Linked DNA regions of Mus musculus: region 1 is linked to region 2. A link is a contact called in public HiChIP or PLAC-seq data. All regions are on one chromosome and are shown on one strand. Each heading gives the region's core, a stretch centred on a gene start, on an enhancer-like site or on the middle of the called end of the contact. The rest is flanking DNA. Distances are from core to core; before and after follow the strand shown. Region 1 holds the start of Dock10 (dedicator of cytokinesis 10). Region 2 overlaps Dock10 (dedicator of cytokinesis 10).

Region 1 (7,026 bases), core at 2,934-5,433, 150 kb after region 2:
CTCTCATACTCTCCACTGTTTAAATGTCACAAAGCTCAGAGGGGAGGACATTCTTCTTTCTAGGAATTCCTCCTGCAGTCATGTTAGATGCTCATTCCTTCTCAATCAGAGTCCTTTAGCAGGTCAAAGTTTCTATTTATTCAGAGCTCCGGAAAATGTCAAAAGTAGTATTGTAAGTAGATACCACACTTAGAAGAATCAGAGCAAGCAGACAGGACTCTTGCAATTATGGGACAAGCACTTTCTTCCTTTACTGCTTACCCTGCTTGAGTGGGTAGGCATAGGAACATCATGGTTAACTGCAATCACTCTGGCAGGCTGTTTCCTCTTTAAGTTAATAACAGATTATATAAAATTAAGGATGAGTTACAGAGAAACCACCATAAGTGCATTAAATTGCACATGTGGTCTAGGCAGTGCACATTCAGGCACAAATTGACCTTGGCATGTGTCCTTCTGCCTGTGCGCCATTTGATGTTTTCCATGTTGCCCAAAGCCTTTTGTTATTCTGACCACCTAAATTCGTTCCTTCCATAAGCACATTACAGATCTGATGTGGTACTTGCATAAAACTTAAGTATTCTTGTTAAAGGTATTTGTTTGCAATGTAATCATACATACATGCAGAAACGTATACATGTCTTAAGCTTATATGTTAGTGAATAGTAAAAAGTAATGTATGTAAGATAATTCATGCAAAGGATAGACACAGCTCATTATTTTTGAAGAAACGTTCTTATTTCAAACTAGTGGCAGTAACCCTCTAAAACTAACCTGGTATGTGCATGTGTGTTGAACTATGGTGATAAAACACTCAAGTCCTAACATGGGAGGTATATCTACAATCCCACTAGAACTCAAATTCTACACTAGAAAAGCTTATTCATATGATAGCAGACAAAGCAATTTCAGGAAATTGACTTAGTATTATGATTTGGCCATAAAATAAGTTATTAGTCATTAATTTTCTACAGTAACTAAAGGGACCGTGTCTGTTCAAAATATCCATTGTACATAATAGTTCTTAGAGAGAGGCAAAATGTGATAGGTCCAAGCCAGGAGTCTGCATGCACACATAGTAGAGTGGTTTGGTTAACACTGACATCACCTTTGCTGTGACATTCTACTTCCTGTGGCAGCTGCCGTCAAAGCTAGCCTTGGTCATGTTCTTCAGTCAGTTTCCCTTGATCTCTGGTCTCCACACCCCAAATATATTTCAAAGACTTCATCTCAATCTCAGGTGTAGTTAATTTGACCCCCTCATCCATCTTTATTAGTGAGAACACAGGCCAAGATTTATAACAACCTCTGTAGCATTCTGAAAGGCTTTCAGAAAAAGACTATAAACTTAGAAGTGAAATAGATTTTTTTTTTCACTAGAAGTTCCTTGAGCCCCTCGGTATAAGAGAGGACCGTTCGCTGCAGCACACAGACACTCATCTACTACCTTGTATTAAAATAGACAAACCACAATATGTTCTCATTATCCTTTTGTCTCCCCGTCATATCTTCGTCATCCCACTTCCCTTTGACAAACAGTCTTTGAGAACACAGAGCAGCAGACCTATAGAGCTTGAAGAAGCTGGATCAATGCAAACCTCTGATGAACATGTACCATGTAGGCTAATGTTGAGGCTTTAGGTACAGTGGCCCTCTTGGTCCCACTGAGTGTGGTAATGAGTGAAAAAAAAAAAAAAAAAAAAAACCAAACCAACCTTTCCTGCTTCCTTTCAGGAGAAACGGTAGGGGTAGGGGAGAGAGCAGAGCTCATGTCTTCCTGCCAAAATCACTGCCAGCCCTGCCTGCCTAGATGTGTACTATCCCTTGAAATATCTTGGCAAGAGCTGGTTCTGGAGTGTTGGCCAAGGTGCTGAAGTGAGGAAGGCTGGGCACCTGTGCCAGTGAAGTGCCCCTTACTGCTACCCTTAAGAACACTGTGCTCATTCACTGTGACAAGACCTCACTAGGGTTTCAAATGTAAGGTCGTCTTGGAGGGGTGTGTGTGTGTGTGTGTGTGTGTGTGTGTGTGTGTGTGTTTAGAAGGGATACATAATATTTATAAAAATTCCATTGCTGCAGAAACGTTATGAGAATCCACTGCAAAACAAGACACAAATAAAAGAAGCCATGCTATTGCTTCGAGGTGGATGCTAAACCTTGTTATGTTTTTACAAAGAGTCCCTAAAATGAATTAATGGCAAAGCAATTTTAACATAAAGCAAATGACAGAATAACAAAAGCACAAACCTAAGGAATCCCCTAAGACAGTGTTCTCAACCTTCCTCATCTTGAGACCCTTTGATACAGTTCCTCAAGTTGTGGTGACTCCTCCACCCCCAACCAGAAAGTTACTTTTGTTACTACTTCATATCTGGAATTTTGCTACTTTTATGAATTGTCAGGTAACTGTGTTTCCCAAAGGTCTCAGGCAACCCCTGTGGAAGGGGGGTCCTTTGAACCCCAAAGGGTCAAGACTCAGAGGTTGAGAACCACTGCTTTACAAGGTAAAATTACTGTCTTATGTGTGTCTGATTCTGTAATAGCTCCACCCGCTTTTCAGAATGGCCCGTTTTTGACAGTTTGTCTGTTCTTCCTTAAAAATATGCATACAGATATCAAAACCACAGGCTGGCACTGTCAAGGGATTAGGTAACAGTTGAATTGTCTCTGGCAGCTGCATATTGCAGCCAGTGGTGAGGGAAAGGGAAGGAAAGGGCAGCCTGGCTACCAGTTCTTTTCACACTCCAGGCTTCCCCATCCCCCACCCCCACCCCCCACCCTCTGTGCATTTGCTGCTCTGGTCCCTCTGCCAGGCAATTTGCTTCCGCTCTGTTCAGCTTCCCGACCTCTGGCTTTAAGAGAGGCTTCTGGCTGTGGGAACTGGCTCTGACCAGATCTGGCTCCCTCCTCTTCGGTGACTGGCAAAGGCAACACTTTGACACTCTTAAATAGGGTTGTTTAATTCCTAATGGTATTTACTGGCAAAAAAAAGGAAAATGAAACCCACAACGAGGATTCTGGTCCAACAAAGTCAGGCCAAGAGCTCCGTGGCTGAGCCCCACTCTTGCTGGAAGGCTACTCCCTACGGGCTACCCATTTCTACCACAGTTGATGTGCGCTCCCTGCTTGCTGCTTTCATCCCTTAGTGTGACACCTACTGGAATTTATGAATATCTCGTGATGCACGGGTATGATTTGGGCACCTGATGCTGGCTTTTGCCTCAGGGACTTCCCGCGGAAATCACCCAATACTTAGAAGGCATTTCGACAAGGAAGTAACCAGGGGAAACCTTCTGGAAGGAGATTCCCGTGAAATCGCTTCAAAACACACCAGAAGCCACTGGCTACTTAATAACCCACGTCCCCTTCATCCCAGTTTCCCCCAGCTCTTTCTGCAACAGTATAAAGTGGCTGGTTGGGTTCCAGCCTGTGGGGGGAGGGAGATCTGTGCAAATTGCAGATTTTCCTCACTAGATAGAAGGTGGGGGTTTCAGCTTTGGTCTGGCTGAAGAGCTAGCTCACTACATCTTTTCTAGGTTCCACGGGGAGGAGAGGGGCGCGCAGACTTGTGGATCTACAGGTTCCATCCATTTAGCTCCCCCCACCCCTTTATCCCGCCCCCACCCGCCGCCCCAGGTCCCTGTCACCCTGTCACCTTGAGCCAGACTGGATGCATTCCCGCCTCCTCCACCCCCCTTAAAACGTAGGCACACGCTCTCCCACGCAGCTGCTCATCTAAGCGTCCCGCGTTCCTAAAGTCCCCCAATGCGCCTCTGGTCCTTAATTCTTTGGTGACACTGCTTGGAGGAGGTGACTCCGGGGTCGCTCTGTGGGGGAGCGAATTCGGGGTGGAGGACAAGCTAGCTCCCGTGCAGGGGCTCACAGGGCTGGCGACAAGGCCTGTCTGGGGTCCCTGGGCAAGCCCCGCCGTGGCGCGAGGGACGCAGGGCACTCACCCGCTGCTGCTGACGGCTGCTGACGGCCACCGCGGCGGCAGACGCGGCGCTGTGCCGGAGCTCGGCCGCCTGTCCCGGTCTCAGCAGGCTCCGGGTGAACCTGCGGGTCCGCTCCCCGGCCATCGCGGGCCGTGCCGCTCGCGCCTCGGCCCCGGAGCGAGTGTGTCCCGCCGGTCCCCTGGCCGCGCCAGCCTGTTCTACCCACCCGCCGTTCAGGAAGCGGAACTCAGAGCCTTTCCCCCCCTCTTCCCCGCTCAACTCACAAGAGGCGGGTTTTTCTCGCGCGCACCCCCACTCTGCCCACCCCCTTCGCTCCCGCTCAAGCTCCGCGGCGACTTTGCAAACTCTGCGCCTCTCGGGCGGCGCGGCCAACTCTGCCTGGCTAGGGCGCATCTGCAGCGGGACGCGCGTGGGGGTGGCTCCACCCGCGCCGCCCACCCGCGACTCGGTACTGATGCCGGGCTGCCTCTGCTGGGACCTGCTTACCGCCCTATTCTCAATCCGATGCTCATAGAGGGTTGGGGATTTGGCGTTTTTTTGAGGATCAGACCTACATTCTGAGGTTAGGAAGTGGAGAAGGGTTGATCTTAGGTATCCTGTGCACCCTTGGAGGTGGGTCAGAGGTTTTATTAAGTAAGGATCCCTCTGGTGGCTGGGCCCCTTACTTTGAAGTCTCTAGGGGACCCAGATTCCTTACTTGGTCTTGGGATAGTCGGTGTGAATTCACACCTTCCGCCAATTTTTCCTCAACTGCGTCCCTACTCTATACCAGCTACACTGCTCTTGTAAATAAGACCATATAGGATGGTTTACCAAATGCCTCCTTAACTTTGCATACTAATTTGAATTAAAATCTAGTGTCTATCTGGGTAATGTAAGGGATTTCAGGGTGGAAATTAGGATGAATAAGAACTGCTGTTGGGTTACAGGGTAGGGTGAGTAGGACAGGGTGGGTGGTTCTTAGTCTATTTTTCTGCTTTCTTATCAAATCCCCCCCCACCCTTGCCTCGAGCTATCTGATTAAAGTATTCTAAAATTCTTATCTGGAGTCACATGCAGGGTGGTTCTCTGCCCAGTGTGGGTGGGTGAAAGACCAAGGCTCCTGGGAGAGCTGTGTGGACATTCTGGATTTCTTAAGGGCCTTTTTGTGGATCTGTGGCCTCTGGATTTTCTAAAGTTAAAAACATTTTTTTTAGCTTGTGGTGTGCCTGGTGTTTCTCACATAGTAGGCTAACAGGCTCTCTTTGAGGAAAATCTGGGTTACACACAGTGTGACTCTGTCTTAACTTTTTGACAAACTGTAACCATTTCCCCCCCTGTTTTAGAATACTGTCTGGTGTATAGTATAACTGAATAACTCATGATTATGCACGACTCTCAAAGGCTCAGGAAGTCTGAGGCAGTCAAAGACTTGAGTGCTGAGGCAGGAGGATGGCAAGAAAAGAAAAATGGTCTAGAAGCAAAGACTGTAGTAACAGAACATGAGTCATAGTGTGTCTTGGGTACAACAGTTCAGGTTTGAATTTATTTTGCTGTGTTGAAATACTCTGGCTAAAATCAACTTGAGGAAGAGAGGATGCATTGTGCTTAGATCTGGGTGCTTTCAGTTCCGTTCATCTTATCTTACTCAGTCAAGGTCCTGATGCTCAGGGGTAGTGATGCCCACAGTGGGCTGAGCCTTCCTATATCAATCATCAATCAAGACAATCTCTCACAGATATGGCCACAGGCCAACTTGATAGTGGCGGTTCTCCAACCGAGGGTCATTCCTCCTTCCCAGGAGACTCTCGGTTGTGTCAAGTTGAACATGAGCAGAGCAATACACTGAATAGCACATGCAACCATGTCTTCAACTGCATCATGTATCAGGAAATCACTTTTAGTTTTATTCTTGACACCAGTTTTACCCTCTCCAGCTCTGGGAGGTCACTACCATCCGCTGGTATGGAAGGATTTGTGAACGAGTGTGTGTGTGTTTCCTCTATCCATGTCCCAATAATGTTGTGAATCAACTGAGAAGGAGGACGTAGAACTTGTATTAGAGTGCATCTTGGGTACAGCAACAGTTGAGGTTTGAACTTATTTTGCTGTGTTGAAACACTCTGGCCAAAATCAACCTGAAGGGGAAAGGACTTACTTGGCTTACACTTCTAGGTCACAGTCACCCATGGAATTGCAGATACCTGGGAGTAGAAGTCAGGATCCTGCTTACCACCGTCTGTCTCCTCTTCCTAGCAAATTTCCAGTCATGTTTTACAAGTTAGTGACTCTGTTTGAAACGGAGCCTTTTGGAAGCAGAAACTTCAGTGAGCTCTGTACTGCTTGTCAGAGTCAGAGCCCTTTCACAGTGGGTACACTGTGAGTTGCTACTGAGTGGCATATAAACATATACATATACACATACAAATACATATACATGTACACGTACACATACACATATACGTGTGTGTGTGTGTGTGTGTGTGTGTGTGTGTGTCCCTGGTACCCTTGGGAGCCAGTAGAAGGTATCATATACACTGGAACTGGAGTTACAGATATTTATGGGTAATGAAAAACAAACCCTTGTCCTTTGAAAGAGGACTCAGTGCTCTTAATAAATGAACTGTCTTCCAGTCTCACCTTTTTATGTTTTTTTTTATGTTAAGAGATATCATTATAGGAACACAATCAGTATGGTTCTGTATCTCTAAAATAAGAGAATTTTTAAAGATGTTGAATATTGTATGTGATGGTCTTACTGTCAGCTTGATGGGATTTGGAATCACCATGGAAACAAGTCTCTAGGCAGGTCTGTGAGAAATTATCTAGATGAGGTTACTTGATGTGAAGAGACCAACCTGAGTGTGGGCAGTACTACTTGCCCCATGCCACGGGGGGTGGGGTGGGGGGGAGGTCTCAAACTGAGTGTAAAAGACAAAACAAGCTGAGGACAGCATTCATCTCTCTCTCCTTCTTGACTATAGATGCAATGTGCCTAGCTTCCTCAAGCTCTGCCATGACTTCCCTGCTCTGAGGAAGGATACCCTTAAAATGTTAGCCAAGTAAACTGTTTTTTCAGCTAATTTGGTCC
Region 2 (7,100 bases), core at 4,176-6,675:
CAATAGACAACCATATCCTTTCTCCATTAGGATCCTCATTGCCCTTTCCACATGGAAAGCTGGCTTCTGCATTAAAACGCAATTAGCTTTCCCTTCTAGCAGGGTACTGAGCAACACTTAATTAATTCTTAAAGTTCAGCCTTATTACTTCCTGGAGGAGTTCCAGACTTTAACAGATGAAGTGTCCAGAAATAGCCTAGGCCTGAGAGGCTGCAGACAACACTATTTTGCATCTATAGATCTTAGTATCCTCCATAATAGTTCAGGATGGAAACTCAGCTATGACATTACAGGCTCTGTAAAGGTCTGGGTCTTACTGTAAAATTTGAGGAGTGATTGCTACAATACTTAATTGCTTCAACTTTTAAGTAAAAAAAAACCCAGATTTTTATGTGTTTGTTTGTTTGTTTGTTTGATTTTTAAAGAAAGGGCATCCAATGTCCATGAACTGGGAGATAACCACAAAATTCTTCTTCTTCTGCTTGCCACATGCAATATTAAGAACAATAATTTGAAGGTCAGGAGTTTCCAGAATAGTCTTGTCTGTAAACTCTTGGCACTCAAAGGAATCTGTGACTGTAAAGAAAATCTCCACTTCAAAGACAGATGATGTGTGTATAAGTGGAACTTATTACCTGGTAATAAAGGGAAGATGGTTTGTAAAGTATATACACCAAGCTATGTGACTGCCATGTCTCCCTCATGAATTTCATTAGTTCAGTGGTTTTCTAGGCTGTAGATGGGGTAAGGGTCATTTTCTTCTTGTGCTTGAGGAAATAGCTCAGTCTTGTTTAGACCTCAGGACTCAGGGCTTACTGCTCCCACATACCCTTTCTTCCATAGATCTTTGAGTCTCTTTTTGTTTTAATTATTTTTGCATCCTTTCAAAAATGCCCCCTTTCAAATATCAATATTCCATTCACATCCAAATACCACAGCGTACATCTTGTCTGACCTTCTGCTCACCTCTTTTTGTTGCTTTTCAGTGAAAAAAACAAAACAAAACAATTGATTCCACTGTTCATTTGATTCTTTGCTTCTCTCTCTCCTTCTCTCTCTCTTTCTTTCTTTCTTTCTTTCTTTCCTTCTTTCTTTCTTTCTTTCTTTCTTTCTTTCTTTCTTTCTTTCTTTCCTTCTCTCTCTTTCTTTCTTTCTTTCTCTCTCTCTCTCTCTCTCTCTCTCTCTCTCTTTCTTTCTTTCTTTCTTTCTTTCTTTCTCTTCTCTTTACTAAAACTTACTTTTGTGGAAGTATGGATCTAGACTATGTGTTTCTCAGCAAGTTCCCAGAGGCTAGAACAGCTCTTGACTTACAAGATATATTCTAAGTGTTTACTACATGTATCATGCAACAAAAATATAACCACCATGGGGAAGATGATTTTTCACTCACCTGTACTACACCTGTGCAGGAATCCAAAAAGATGCAGCCCTTGGGCTCTTTGGATATCTTTTCATCTTTGTAAAAGTTCATAATGTAGGAGTTATCAGGCAACTGAGTCAGCTGGAAGTAGCGCTTTTTGAATGACTAAAGAGAAGATAGGAGAGAGTTTGAATTGTGTTACACTGTTACTCATGGAAATGACAAGGCTTCAGATTAATTTTATCAGCAGAGCATTGCATTTAGAGCAGAGGCTCTGACTTCTGTATAATTAAAATATTAGAGAAAACATAAATTTCATGCAAATGGCTTTTCTCCATGCTGTGCCTTGAGAAGGGATATACAGAAAGGTGGAAGATCCGGGATTGGTTTTGAAGTGTCCTTACCCGAACAGTGACAGTATTGTTCACAGTGCTGTTAAAATTCCCCTTGTAAAGCCAGCCAGACTTGAACACACCAGTACCTCCAGCTCCCCCACCGCCCTTGGATGATGAGTGGGATGTGGTATCCTGAAACAAAAGTCATCATTAGCAAGGCAGCCAAGCCTTGCGGAGCCCAGATCTTAGACACTGCACTTAAAAAGGAGACTTCTTTTCCTCCTTGACTCATCCGTAATAATCGTGTTCCCTGTCAAAACAAACATGATTCATTTTGCCTAAAAGCCCCAACACAACCGGCTCCTGCTGCTCACTAGAAAGAGATTACAAAGAAGCCAGTGCAGCCAGGAACTAATTGCCCCCATGCTTTAACCTGTCCCTTGCAACAGCCACTTACTTCATCCTTATCAGCATCTTCATGGTCAACCTCAAAGGAATGTGAAGGAAGTTTCTCTGGCTTGTGTTCTGCTCTGATATTTAAAAAAGAAGAAAGAGAGAGAGAAAAAAAGTCTATTTTGTCATTTGATTATCTTGCTTCTGTTTTCTTCCATTCCCAAGATCACACCGATTCCATTAACATTGTTTCAGGTTTTGTAAGCTTTGCAACCTTAATATCTGGGGGTTCTTTTTCTCTGGGAAGTGTTAACTTTCCCTTTAGGACCTTGTATCTTATCTCTACTAAGTGCACATTTTAAATGGAGGAGTTATTTTTTTTATTACGTATTTTCCTCAATTACATTTCCAATGCTATCCCAAAAGTCCCCCATACCCTCCCCCACCCCCACTTCCCTACCCACCCATTCCCATTTTTTTGGCCCTGGCGTTCCCCTGTACTGGGGCATATAAAGTTTGCAAGTCCAATGGGCCTCTCTTTCCAGTGATGGCCGACTAGGCCATCTTTTGATACATATGCAGCTAGAGTTAAGAGCTCCGGGGTACTGGTTAGTTCATATTGTTGTTCCACCTATAGGGTTGCAGATCCCTTTAGCTCCTTGGATACTTTCTCTAGCTCCTCCATTGGGAGCCCTGTGATCCATCCACTAGCTGACTGTGAGCATCCACTTCTGTGTTTGCTAGGCCCCGGCATAGTCTCACAAGAGACAGCTATATCTGGGTCCTTTCAGCAAAATCTTGCTAGTGTATGCAATGGTGTCAGCATTTGGAAGCTGATTATGGGGTGGATCCCTGGATATGGCAGTCTCTACATGGTCCATCCTTTCATCACAGTTCCAAACTCTGTCTCTGTAACTCCTTCCAAGGGTGTTTTGTTCCCAATTCTAAGGAGGGGCATAGTGTCCACACTTCAGTCTTCATTCTTCTTGAGTTTTATGTGTTTAGCAAATTGTATCTTATATCTGGAGGAGTTATAAACTGATGTAGATGTGTACATATCTTTTTGTATTGAATGAGAGAGCAAAGAGGATGGATATAAGTCGTAGTGTTTTGCCCCCCCCCCTGCATTCTGAAGCAGGTTACTAAGCAATGACACTTTTGTGAGCGTTTCTGGGTCACCAGTATGTGACATATCCAATGTCACTGGATGATTGCACAAGCAGCCTCAGGCATGAATGGACTTGATTCTCCAGAGGCAGGCTATGTTTTGGCTCTCAGGTTCTGTCATGCCCGTGTGGTAGCTCCTCAGAAGCCCACTCAAATAGAGTAATGTATGCTGTGTGCACCCTTTGGCATCACAGAAATATCCGATTTGGCTGTGGCATGATCAGACATCCCAGAGAAGCAAGAAGGCACACATAGGCTTTATATGTGAAGATAAAATAAGTTTGAAGTAAGTTTTCTTGACTCAAGTCTGTCTCATAATGAATGGCTGGCAGAAGCCAGACTCTCCACTCAAAGTTTAAGCTTTCTTTGATGGTCAGCCCTTTGCCACCTATTAAGGCATAAAAGTCTCTCATGTGCAGACATCCCATTTAATGTTTTCAGATGACATGTCATGTAGAATCTGAGTCAGTCTATGAGAAAAGGAAACCAGAGGTGAATTTGTTAATCCCATCATAGATCCCTTCCTGAGCTAACAGTGTTCTGAAAAGAAAGGGAGAGGGATAAAGGCTCCTTCTACTTAAGTTCATCCTGTGCATTCGCACAGGATATTACCTAATGGATGTAAAGTGCTCTTTGATTCTCCCTCTGAAGGACAGCACAGTGCCTGCATCACCGGAAGAGGTAGCACAGAAGACAATCCCATTCATTGTTAAGCACTGTCCATGACTTAACAGATTCTCAAAAATTAGAAGGCATTTACATCTATCACTATCACCCGCTCCCCCAGCCCCATTTCCATCCCTGGGTCCCACAAGCTACTGTGATGAACATAGGACCTGAGACTGAGTGTTATGGATGAAGTGTGCCAATTTCCTTCTCTACTGTGTTGTCTGTGGTCTTTGTAAAATCTGGAGACCCGCTGATCAGAACTTGCATATGGTAAGAGTCTTTCTCAACAGTAAAAGTGGGAAGAAGAGCTGTAGTAAGTGTTATTTGGAGATTATCCCCTTGGGCTTGGGTGGATAAGAGATAGGAAGTTCTTAGGAGCTACCGCCACTCACTATAGCTAAAGTGTGAGCTCCAGGTTCAATGATCAAGGCTGTCTTAGAAAATAGGGCTGAAATGATAGGCTAAAGCACCGGGTGCTGATGCCGTGGATTCTACATTGCTCATACAGAGACGAATGCACCTGTTACCCCTTCCCATGGAGGTTATCTCTTTTTGAAGTCTGGTAGGTATTTAAAACATATCTACTAATAGATACATTTAACATATATTTACATACCCAAATTAATTCATATAAAAAAACCCAATAACATGTAATATTACATTCTTTGGCCACAGCTTATTGACTGACAAGTTGGAAGATTTTTAAAAATATAGGGAAAAGTTGAGTATTCAAACTTAAACACTTGTGGATTTATTGCTCTTTGTCTAACAACAGATGTGTGGGGCTCCAGTCTTGTTAAATCATGCTGTTTTACAGAGATAAACATGAAGAGCACAAGGGCTATAAACACACCGAAGAGATAGGATTGGAGGATGTATGTCTCTTTGAAATGACTTTATCAGGAAAGATGTCTTCAAATCATCACTGAAAACACTAAGAATATAGAATCTTTCTTCTTTGCAGAGTCTCAGAGATGTTCCAACTCATCTGGGCTAATTGTCACAGTGACGTTAACTTGTTCTGCTCCTTTTGGTCATGGTCACCTTCCTGGGAAGGCAGAGGAAGCAGCCTTCACACACAGCATTACCTTCAGACCTGAGAAAAACTTCCTACCACACTCCATTTTTCTGTAATAGCATATTATACCACTTGAACAAGGAACCAGTCCTTTCACAGTTTTGTTTGATTGACAAGATTAAAGCCTCTGACTACAATATTTTCCTCTCTCTCTCCAATGAGAGCTAATATGTCATCTGGATTTTAGGGGCAAGTTCAAATGGCAAGTTGCAGAGCAAAATAATTGTTTGAAATGTTTTATCTGAAACATGTGCATTATGGGATTTTTAACTGATTAGGTATGGCAGTAACGAGAGAGTGGAGGAAACTTCCATGTTAAGTCATCACACATATTTTTGTAAATTGGAGAGAGGGTGATCTTAAGGGCTATCACCACAAAAATGAGGATGTGAAGTGATTCATTTCCTAGTCAGCTGGATTTGACTATTCCTCAATGCCTCTGTATTTCAGAACATCATTCTGCGCATGACAGGAGCATACCCAGCGGGTATATATTTTCCAGACCAGTCATTACTCTAAGTCATAGGATTCTTAGTTGGGCAATATTGATGTCTAGTTTTCTTTTCTGGTAGCAAGCATAGCACTGTCCAGCATTGTGAGTGCTAGCCAACAGGGGTGAAGCTTCCATGTCAGGACTGATTTTTTCCCCATGTTTTATAATTCTAAATGTGGTATTAGCGATAGGGCTTTACCGCAAAATTCAGTGGAAACAGTATTACAAGACATGCCGAACAGTGGTATGACTATTATGGGCATAACCAAACACTTTTTTTTTGATAGAATTTAAGGCTTGCTTCTAAAGATGAAACACATACTGGACACATTATTCAGGACAATAACTTGTGGTGACATAGGTCATAGGCCTTAGGTGATAACGTACTACTATTATTCTGCTAAGTATTAATCCAACTCCTAATGACTTATCACTTTACCTATAGATTAATGCATTTCTCAGCACTCATCAGAGAGCTCCCCCTTGGAATAGATGCCAGTTAGCATAGAGACAGACAACTGGTCAATATTCAGGGAATAAGAGGCTTTGAAATACTCATCTCTTAATGAGACATCTACATTATACTCCCTCCTGTGAAGGCTCAGAAATTATTAGAGAAAAGGAGTAAGGAAGGTTTTTTAAGAGACAGAGGTGGTGGATGACTGGAGCATCGTAGTATTTTCTAGACATAACAGGGCACATATGAACTTGTAGCAGCCATGACAGCATGTACAAGACCTGGCTGAACTCATGCCAAACAAAACAGAGCATGGATTGGGAGGCAAGCAGGAAGTCTTACTCCCTACCACAGCTACTGAAAACTGGTGACTTCTGGGAAAGGGAGAGCCAGCTATTAATTAATTAATTATTTAATTAATTAATGTATGTGTGACACTGGTTGGTTGACCATACTCCAGGGGATGGGACCACATCCAAGAGTATTTAGACAGTACAAATTGGACTCATTGGGTTTGAACAAAAAAAGAACAACAAGTTGGGTGAGTAAAGAGATGAGGGCAAATTCATGAGGATTTAGAGGAAGGTTCAAATATTATAAAAATATTTTGTATGAAACTCTCAAAGAATTAATACAAATAATTTGGAAAAGAAAACCAAAAAGAAAGGAGTGACTAAGTAATTGTGTCAGATAGAGTGATTGAGGTTGGTCACCCCTAGATGTGTGACTTAGGATGACAGTGAGGAACAGCAGGTACTGTGAGGAGCCAGGGAAACCTCCTCCTGGTAGAGAGAAACATAACTGAGGTCCTGTGGAGGAAAGCAAGTGAGCTGGGCAGGAAAAGCTTCTGAGTGCAGGAGGCAGGCAGTGTTTAAACCATGTCTGCGACTCCAAGCGACTGATGACTCTTTCTCTTATTGGAGTCCAAGGCAACACACCCCTTACCCTACCTTAAAAGAGCAATAGCCCCACCCTGCTGTCCTTTCCTGAAGTCTGCATGATTATCAAACATTATTTTTTCTCTCATTTAAAGATAGCATTAAGGTTGTACCACCGTCTATTGCCTTCAAATTTCAACTTGAAGGAGCACTGGGTGGTCTCTAAGAACCTTTGGAGTCTGAAGATAAAGACTGCCCTGGGATTTCATA

The links. HiChIP or PLAC-seq counts read pairs in DNA pulled down with a chosen protein or histone mark.
Region 1: a contact with region 2 is called in an H3K4me3 HiChIP or PLAC-seq map of bone marrow-derived macrophages, with 5 times the contacts expected there. The contact joins the promoter of Dock10 here to the enhancer-like site in region 2. A contact is called at or near these places in 3 of 39 promoter capture datasets (the C10 cell line and the HPC-7 cell line), 1 of 15 datasets of contacts at CTCF or cohesin (CD8 T cells), 1 of 484 Hi-C or Micro-C datasets (bone marrow-derived macrophages), 7 of 115 datasets of contacts at active chromatin or transcription factors (CD8 T cells, bone marrow-derived macrophages, large pre-B cells and 3 more) and 4 of 9 other capture datasets (adipose tissue, liver, macrophages and 1 more).

Annotation. Positions count from the first base shown.
Region 1 is chr1:80,754,370-80,761,395 of GRCm38.p6, forward strand. It overlaps Dock10 (dedicator of cytokinesis 10), which reads right to left and starts at 4,184. Exons shown (of 56, transcript NM_175291.4): 1 at 3,957-4,184. The coding sequence starts at 4,079.
Region 2 is chr1:80,604,401-80,611,500 of GRCm38.p6, forward strand. Dock10 (dedicator of cytokinesis 10) reads right to left here. Exons shown (of 56, transcript NM_175291.4): 5 at 2,153-2,225; 6 at 1,765-1,887; 7 at 1,391-1,525. Among named protein-coding and RNA genes, the nearest start is that of Dock10, 150 kb to the right of the region's middle. Within about 2 kb of position 5,426, at least 10 of the 459 cell types and tissues checked have an H3K27ac peak or open chromatin away from gene starts, as enhancers often do. A contact at or near this core is called in bone marrow-derived macrophages, where this site is marked.